Linked DNA regions of Zea mays: region 2 is linked to region 1. The links are chromatin contacts, called in public Hi-C maps. All regions are on one chromosome and are shown on one strand. The core of a region is the stretch at or near the end of the contact, and the rest is flanking DNA. Distances in the headings are between cores, read along the strand shown.

Region 1 (4,854 bases), core at 1,563-4,062:
AACATTACTAATTTCCAAGTCCTAGTAAGCTAAATATAAATGAAAATCGTTAGAGAAAAAAAATAGAGGTACATTATGAACGTTTTGTTTATTTGGCCTAATCATTATTTATTTACCAAGTGATTTTTGAGGGGGTTTTCGAAGTGTTAACGTTTATATGCAAACTCTTTGAAAGAAAGGTCCGGTTGTAAGGCCGTGGGATTCTTGAAACAGTGGAAGAAGATGTTTAAGACGAAGGACGTGCAGGCCAGATGGAAGATGTTGTCCTACGAAAGGATTGAAGACATGGTGATCATCAGCGGATTCTGAGGGAAACAACACTTCATGAAGATCGGGGTTCTTTTGCTAAAGATCTAGCTTGTTTAGCTTCTTTCTTATGCTTCTTTTTCTAGGCAGGTAGTTTGGTAGCCTTGGGAATGTGGAATGGTTTTGTCATCGTTATCTTTTATGGCTTTAAACAGATCTGTGTAAACCAGCAATTACCTAGTATGCTTTTAGTATAAGCAGGGAGAAAAGGGACACCTGATTCGCATGATGTTTTTTTTGTAAATTGCGTCAGTAATCTTCATCCTTCTCATTTGCGGCTGTCCTCAGTGGATAGTGTAAAACAGTGACACAAAACTGTATATGACACTGTTTAAGTGAAGTTTGAAACAGTGAATAAAATAGAGGATGACTGCTGGAGATAGCCTCCTCATAAATTTTCTAATGCCAATGAACACTGAGTTTATGATAAAATTTTTAATAGCATCAGCCCCCAAAATATGAGTTCATCTTGACATGTCGATGGATGGGCGAATTAGCCATGTTTCTGCTACTTATCCACATGGGATACATATAAAACCACAAAAATCTAGTAAGTTTGCAGAGCTAAGTTGCGAAGGGGAACATGCAGTTAAATAAGAAAAAACTGAAAGGTGCGTCCTTGAACGAGGCAAATTGGTATTTCTCCAAAAATTCAAGATCCACAAATCCAACACTGACATGTCTAATAGCTTAAGGTCCAAAACTACATAAACAGCATGCTCTGCTAATGATAAAGATGCCCTAGAGGTTCGACCCGACGTTGCCATGTATCCAATCAAACCTCCTGGACGCTCAAGCCTGCAACAATCGACATTAATTAAGCATCAAAAAAGTCAGAACTTCATAGTGGAGTCGTGCGTTAAATGTCAGACAAAATTTGACAGATCAAGTTGGGCAGGGCTTACAACAAATGGAAGGCAAACTGTAATCACAAAACAGATGACCAAAGATACAAGCACAATTAGGATTAGATCAAAAAGACACAGGTAATTTTGTCCCTCGGATCTCATAGCTATTACCCATCATCAATGAACTTAAGAGTCGACTGGTTTTAACCACAAGCCTATATGCCAAAGAGTAGAGACAACAGAGGCTTGAAGCTAAAACTAATCAACCATTCATCTATGGTCAAATAATATTTTCTTCAATGGGACAGAGACTGATCAAACAGGAAACACAAACAAGAACAAAATGGTTCAGAGTGGAAGCTGATAAAGGAAGTGATCATACAAGTCCCTCAGATCTCATAGCTATTATTGGCCATCATGGATGGTTCTAAAAAACAGTTTTAGCCACAAGCCACCCATTAATCAAGATGACGTGTCAGCTGGCTTGAAGCTAAAACCATTCTTCGACCATCTTTGGACCGAAAATTTTATCTTCACTGGGACGGCTAATTAACGGCTAATTAAGACAAAGAAAACGGCATCAATCCAACAAAAATAGATAACTGAATAGACCGTCGGCAGCGTGGATGGTAATTCAACACAATACTGCCAGAATGGTGTTCTTATACTAGAACATAAATAATATGTCAATTAAAGCTGTGATTACCTGGGGGGAGAGATTGCTTCAACTTGTTTGCCTTCTCAGCGTCGAATACGCAGAGGGTGTACAAGTACTTGGAGCAGCGGACCTTGAACTTGACAACATCCTTGCTCCTCTTGATCTTCACTGATCGGGCATCCTTCCTCCTCGCGGTGAGAAGGAAATCCTTGATCTCGTGGATCTGCTTCGGCTGCAGATTTATTCCACAGACGATTAGACAAAGCAAAGAGATAGGTTGATACTTGACAATTAACTACAAAATACTAGCAGGATGGCAAAAAAGAAAAACTCGTTACCACTAGTACGAAAACAAACAGCCACACAGATGCTATGCTAACTTAAAGTGGTAGTTTATATACAATTGGATCTACAATGGTGGGTCTTTTTTACAATTTAACCTGTTATTACATCAGTCAGTGCATTTCGAATTCTTGTAGCTACAAAAACAGCGCAATGCCAAACGTACGTTGTGCAATTATAAAGAGCCGGATGGCACCAGAATACAGTAACTGACATTATAAGATTTCCATGCTCGCAGCAATTCAACCTAGGATACAGCTAATACGAAGCCACGACAGCCACTTACACAGAGATTGTACAAAACCAGAGCAGAATAACATTGTCTGGGTCCGTCAGCGATGTCGGCAACACTAGGACCTAATCTGACCAATCCCTTTCAGTAACAATCCACCGGCAACAAAATCGAGAAGAAGTGAAGGGGACTCGAGGGATACTTACCATCTTCTCGCGACACCTGGAAGTCCCCGAGCTCTTCTTCTTGCGGCGGCGGCTGGGATCCCACGGGAAGATGGAAATGCGGAGATGGCGGCTGGGCGGGAAGTGATAGGATATATAAGGCACGCGGGTGAAACCCTAGACAGGAAGCGATTCCAACAATGCCCAGGTCCTCGCTCGCTGCTGGTTGGACCTGTTGGTCGAGGGCTCTTCCACGGTGAAAGGCCGCATCTGGATGGGCCCAATTGGGCCGATTGGCCATATATTTCGTTGAATTCGCGGCTCGAAATATTACTGACGTTTCTTTTCTTAGTGGAGAGCTCAGTAATGTTTTACCAACTCAAGGTTGATAAGATTGAATAAAAATACCTACTACACTACTCATGATTTGTTTTGTTCTATTTCGTATCTTCCTCGCCCATTGTTTATCGTCGTCGCTTCGGAATAAAATAATTAGTCTTAATAAATTTATTTTATCATTTTAGTGTAATTAGTTTTATAACTAGGTCAGTGCCCGTGCGTTGCAACGGGGACATATAATATCTCGATAAATTATATATGCACATATGTGTTATATAGGTGTATGTCCTTACGTTGCTACGGAGTTAATATATAATGGTAAGATATATTGAGATGCAGAAGTACTATAATAAATGTATTGATATGCAAAAAAACTAAATGTTATTCTATACTTTTGTTAGCATCACTAAAAGTGGATGTTTACATACCTAAAAATAATATAAGACTGTACACGTTTTTTGTCATTAATATCTCAAATAAAACATGTTGATTCCATAGAAGGATAGCGTAAATTAATAACAAATTCCAAAAATCCTCGATCATAGATCAATATAGTTTAGATATTCATATAAATAAGTATAAATAAACTTTTGATAGCTTCTAGTGTTTTTTGCAATTTCAATATAAGAGATATACACCAAGATATATTGCTCTGCAAATTTGAAATTACTTATATACAATGTGTATTATACTGTTATGAGATGGAGCACGACGTCCGCGAGACGTTCGACATGGTGTCGAAGCGAAATTCGGGCTACAATCGAGTGCACCGACCCCGCAGCGTGAGGCCACCCGTCTGCAAGGCGCGTGAGGTTGAGGGCGAGGGGGCAGTTTCAAGGAGGGAATAATCTCCATAGGATGACAATGGAGTGGCGGCGCATGGTCACAGGGGCCTTGGTGACGGCGGCGTGCAGTCGATAAGGTACGCGTGGGTGCCGGCGAAGGGATGGCGCAGCGACCGGCAAAGATGGGGCTCCGCGATGTGGCGGGGGAGGAGGGAGGGAGAGGCAGGGGCGCACAAATTATTCGATAAAATGTTAGTGCATTACATGAATACAAGCAACACATAAAAATAAATCGTAGAATAATTTGCATAGCATGCTACTAATTCTCAACTTGAGGCATAGTTGGCATAAGAAAAATGCTACAATATATACTTTTAGAAGGACGAAACAAAACATGTAATGGGAAGAACTCATGCATGCCAAGTGTTCCGTTGTGCTACTCAGCAACATCACCGTTGCCACACTATGAAACAATATCAAGTACCAAACACGATCGTGCACATCAAAGATGGAATGCATGATAAGCTTTAACTAACTTCAGTTTGATTCCACTCGAAACAAATGAATTTTGATACGTTACGTCTGGATTATCTCAGTCCCACGCTCGTACTAACCCGTGGTGAGGAGAACAAATGCGTGTTTGGAGAGCGCATGCTTGTGCTTATTCCTAGAGCTATGGACATCGCACCATCTGTAGAGCATACTGAAATAGAATCTTTGCCAGTTCCTGCATCAGGAAAGCACATCATGATATATATATATATACCCAATCAGTAACCTTTAGTGCATAAATAGAGAGGACGCCTAGACTGTCAACACATTTACCTGCTTGCCGGATGGAACAGTGCACTGCACTCTAGAACCTTCTTTTTAGCATCTCGAAGTCTGCTTTCCCATCCTATTTAGAACCATAAAGCAATGTTACAACCTACACAAATTCGAATCCAATTCTTCGCAATCAAGAAATCAAACTCCAAACTTGAAAGTGACGTACCTCGATCAAGGCACCAATCTCACTATCAAAACTCTAGTACCGCTTTGCGGAAAATATCATCTAGGTAACCATCCCAACATCACAGAACAACACTTCCACTTTAAAAACCTTTGCATGGGAAAAGTTTAGTGGGTCTTAATGTTTTTTCAGTTACCTCAATCAGCTTGACAACGTTGTGGAGGCCAC
Region 2 (4,854 bases), core at 1,575-4,074, 170 kb after region 1:
AAGAACTGGATGCCTTCTAATCTCTCTTTTAAATAATAGCGCAATCCATCAAAGGCTATTCCCGCCAGTTGTTTATCTGTTAAATGAATTTGAAAGCATCGGTTTCTCGTACCCTGGAATCTCCGGATATAATCACTAACCGATTCATCCTTTTCTTGTCGTAGGGCCACTAAGTCTACTAAATCTAGCTCATAATCACCAGAGAAGAAATGTTCATGAAATTTTTGTTCTAAGTCTCCCCATGACAAAATGGAATTAGGAGGGAGCGTGGCATACCATGTGAATGCAGTCCCCGTTAAAGATAATGAAAATAAACGCACACGGAATGCTTCGGTGTCGGCCAATTCTCCTAATTGTGCTAAGAACTGGCCTATGTGCTCACGCGTGCTCTTTCCTTGGTCACCCGAAAACTTTGCAAATTCGGGTATCCTGGTTCCCTGTGGGTATGGGTGGTGATCAAATCGGCTGTCATAAGGCTTCCGATATGATTGCCCCCCAGGGACCATGCTTACTCCGAGCTTATCTCGTAACGCCCCTGCTATTTCTTCCCTCACTATATCAATGGCAGCCGGTGCGAGACCACCGGCTCTTTGATCAAACATAGGTGGGGTCGGCTGGATGATAGCATGTTGTCTTTCTCCCCATTGGTTTGAGCTACGTGGTGCATTTCCATTTACCCTATATGGCTCATAGGTTTGATCGTTTCTTTCTGGCCCTCTGGGTGGGGCCAGAAAGCTTTCCTGGGCTCTAGATCTTGAATTAATGGGCTGGTGCATTGCATATTGTGATGGTAAGTGTTGCTGGGATGGGTGAGGATTCAAGTAACAATCTTCCTCAAAAAGGTCATATGCGGACTGTCCGGACATTGGCCCGGACCGTTTGTAATTATGTGCGGACCGTCCGTCGTTGTATGCGGACCGTCCGACTGGGTAGTTTAAATTCGGTGCCCTATGTGGTGGCTCGGGTGCGTGTCTAGGTAACTCATTAAAAATGGGCCCGGTTGTGGCTGACCCGGACGGTCCGCGCTCGCGAGCGGACGGTCCGGACGTGTGTAGATCGGCTGGTTTACTGCCGATTTGCGTTTGCTCAGGGTACATGTCCATTGGCATCCCATAAGGGGGTTGTGACTGGTCGTGACAACCTCTAACCGATGTATTACGTGTATTATCTCCTAATTCAACCTCGTGTGAAGGAAAATTTGCTACACTAGATTTATCAAATGCACGTACTAGTCTCCTACAATCGTTTTGCATAACCCCTATGATATTTTGCATCTGTTCTCGCTGTTCATCTATGTAAGCTTTAAGAGATTGGAGTTCGTTGGTGCTACTTACATTTGGGGTAATCGTAGTAGGTCGGAGCGAAGCCAGATCTGTCGCCCGTTGCCGAACGACTTTGTTGTTCCTGTCCACTTTGAAGTCAGCCAGGAACTTCGCCTTTGCTTCTTGGATCAGCTGCTCCTGGCGCTCCTCGAACAGGAGCTGTTCTTCAGCCGACAAGGCTTCCCATGTTGGTGTGATGATATTGCTGGTGGAAACCTCAGAGCTATCCTTTGAACCAGCCATTGAGGGCCGATTTGATAGGTCTATATGTGTTGTCCCCAGCGGAGTCGCCAAAAAGTATGTTGACGCCTTTTCGGAGCGCCAAATACTCAAGAAGAACCGGCGGCGGTGCTCTCTGGTCAGGCGCGGACGGTCCGCGGCCTGGGGCCGGACGGTCCGCGACCTGGTGCAGGAGCTTGGGTCCTCTGCCTGACGGCCGGACGGTCCGCACGTGCGCAGGGGCGGCGGAAGTCGCCGGCGGCGGCCTGGATCTCGCTCCCGGGAGGGACCCCGTCGGGGAGGAGAGATCGTAGGGGTTGTCTAGGCTCGGGCCGGCCGACCTAGACTCCTCCAATCGGCGTAGAGTCGAAGAGAGGCGAAGAATTTGAGGATTGAGAGGCTAAACCTAAACTAGACTAGAACTACTCCTAGGATAAAATGCGAATAAAAGTTGTATTGATTCGATTGTTGATTACAAATCGGCCGTATACCTCTCTATTTATAGAGGAGGGGGGCTGGACCCTTTACAAACTAATTTCCGAGCTTATCTCCTGATTTTAGCTAACAACCGTAGCACAAAACTCGGAACCCTAATCTGTTCTGCGCACGCGCGGACCGTTCGGCCCACAGGCGCGGGCTGTCCGGACCGCGGACCGTCCGGCCTCAGGGCCGGACCGTCCGCGCGCTCAATTTGGTGCTCAACAAAAAGTAATAATTGTTGGGGCAGGCAGGAGATCGGCTACCATTCATGTCCCCGCCGGCCGTCGTTCCTCCTCCCCGGCGTGGCGACGACCCCGCGGCCTCGGCCTGGGAGGCATTTGTGAATGTAGAGGGGCAAACAGAAATAGGTCACCCGAAAAACTGGGACGAAAAAAAGTAGGGGCGGGGCAGACAACTCGTTAGACGGTTGGAGGCGGCCAAATATATGCGGTAGTAAAAGGAGCCAAGTGGTCATTTTCTTTGTATTTTCCTTTTTCTTAGCTAAAAAAATACTAAAATTAGTTTATACAAATCAAACATACTAAAAATTATTCTCTAAAAACCAAACACCTTATTTATGTAGACTAATTTTAGTACCTCAATTTTATTATATTTTAGTTTTTAAATTACTAAATACGAAAATTAAAACTATATTTTATTTTCCATATTTGTCAATTTAAGGCTGGTTTGGGAACACCATTTTCTTAAAAGATTCTTATTTTACTAAGGAAAAATAAACTAATTTTATTTGAAAAAATAAAAATCAATTGATAAAATGGTGTTTCCAAACTAGAATTTGAGATAAAAATGTAATAAAATAGTCCAATCGCCTTGACTACCGCTTCCGGTTCCGGATCCGAATCTCGCCCTCCCCTCTCTTTCTTGCCTCCAGGTCCGGCCGTCCGGGCGGCGCCGGGAGGAGAGAATGGCCTCCACGGCGTCGCCGCCGGTGTTCGAGAGGGTGGCCGGGATCCGAGCCATTGCCGAGTCCGGCCGCTTCAAGGCAAGCTCCCTCCACTTCCCAGCAATCAAGCTATTACCTGCTTTAATCACAATAGCTCCGCGCCCTCCTGTTGCTTTGCTGTCCTTCGCGGGTCACTGTCGACTGTAGTAGCTGCGAATGCTTGGGATTCGCCTTGCGGCTAGCCGCGGGACGCCGATTCCGATCACCAGATCGCAAATCCTGTTGAGAAATCGCCTTATCGTTGTGGAAACTAGAAACTGTTCTTGCCATCTGCTGCTGCTACACGCTCATCTGGCTACAGCTGAATCTGTCTCGCACTCTCGCAGGCATGGTTGCTGGACCAGTTTGGCGTTCTTCATGACGGGAAGAAGCCGTACCCCGGCGCCATTCTGGCATGTAAGTTGGCACAGAGAATGCACGCCACTTCTGTGAAGCGTGTATTTGTTTCCTTTGTGTTCTGATGCTGCTATTTATTTATGTCAACAATCGAGGTGATTCTTGCAGTGGAGAAGCTAGCGGAGAATGGGGCAAAGATGGTGATAATCAGCAATTCCTCTAGGCGGTCATCTGTGACAATGAAGAAGCTCAAGAGCCTGGGGTTCGACACGTCCTGTTTCCTCGCGACCATCACCAGTGGGGAGCTCACACATCAGCACCTTCAGAAGTAAGATTCCTGGGGGCAGTTTCTTCTGCCGATAGAAGTTATGCTTGTGATAACTGGCTCCTTTAAGGATGTAAAACCTGATAGGTGTCATGAGTATAATCACCTCAACATTTGCTGCGTTCTGAGGATTTCATATTTACATTGGACTGCACATATCAACAAAAAATGCTTATGATACTACCAACCAGAGGAGTTCCTTTTTCTTGTATGCAATAGTATTTTGTCGTTTGATGCAACTTATTCCAAAACTATAGAAAAACTTTCTACACTTTACTGCAAGAATAAACTGTCTGTTAATTCCCCTCTACGATTTAATCCCTGAATATAGGAGAGACGACCCATGGTTTGCTGCTCTTGGAAGGAAGTGTATCCATATCACTTGGGACGATCGAGGGGCAATTTCTCTCGAGGTTTATTTCCTGCTATTTCTGCTTAGCATCAGAATGGATTTTTTTCTTATCAGTTTTTCATTTTCTCATACTATAGGGCCTTGGTTTGCAAGTTGTGAACAATGTTGATGATGCAGAGTTCATATTAGCCCACGGTACTGAAGCTCTTGGCTCACCTTCTGGTGTTCCTCTTCCCAAAAGTCTTGAGGAGCTTGAGCAGGTTCTAATGCTTGGCATAGAAAAGCGACTTCCAATGGTGGTAGCTAATCCAGATTATGTCACTGTCGAAGCTCGAGATCTCCGTGTCATGCCTGGTATGTTTTTTTTCTGAACATGCTGGACAGATGTGTATCCTTATAGGGTAGAGAGAGAAAAGGGGAAACAACCCCATTCAAAGCAACCTCTCCACCTCACCTATGAGATAAGAGAAAGTTGCAGCAAAGCACCAATTGAAGAAAAACTTGTCCAACACTGGTTGGGATGGTTTGGATCGGTCCAATAGAGATCTACAGAGGCACTAGAGGCGTGATAGCAATGGGAAGAGAGACAGGAGAATGCTGAAGTTGCCATAGGAAGATGCAGTAAAAGTAGACTTGAAAGGGTGAAATATACCTAAAAATCTAGCCTTGAATAGGAGTATATAGAAAATAACTATCTATGTGTCTGAACCTTGACTTATGGTTTTTGTTGGGTTTTGACTTTAGCCTATCCAACTTGCTTGGGACTAAAAGACTTTGTTTATTGTTTTAAGTTTTATCATTTATCAAGAAGGGAATTAGTCTGGAAATGTGTGTGTTACGTTAGATTTGTGGTCAT

Evidence for each region. A called contact is a pair of places that touch in the nucleus more often than the background predicts.
Region 2: a Hi-C map of endosperm shows a contact between it and region 1, with 4 times the contacts expected there. The contact joins the promoter of LOC100284297 here to the promoter of LOC103643066 in region 1. A contact is called at or near these places in 10 of 25 Hi-C or Micro-C datasets (bundle sheath, ear, endosperm and 4 more).

The regions. Positions count from the first base shown.
Region 1 is chr1:200,761,668-200,766,521 of Zm-B73-REFERENCE-NAM-5.0, forward strand. LOC103643066 (60S ribosomal protein L38-like) reads right to left here and starts at 2,813. Exons shown (of 4, transcript NM_001365557.1): 1 at 2,593-2,813; 2 at 2,443-2,511; 3 at 1,861-2,044; 4 at 730-1,104. The coding sequence starts at 2,595. The coding sequence ends at 1,082. LOC103645187 (a long non-coding RNA gene) reads right to left here. Exons shown (of 4, transcript XR_002266802.2): 1 at 4,823-4,854; 2 at 4,669-4,728; 3 at 4,500-4,572; 4 at 4,030-4,401.
Region 2 is chr1:200,927,691-200,932,544 of Zm-B73-REFERENCE-NAM-5.0, forward strand. It overlaps LOC100284297, which reads left to right and starts at 2,825. Exons shown (of 8, transcript NM_001157192.2): 1 at 2,825-3,024; 2 at 3,312-3,381; 3 at 3,490-3,649; 4 at 3,978-4,059; 5 at 4,136-4,352. The coding sequence starts at 2,947.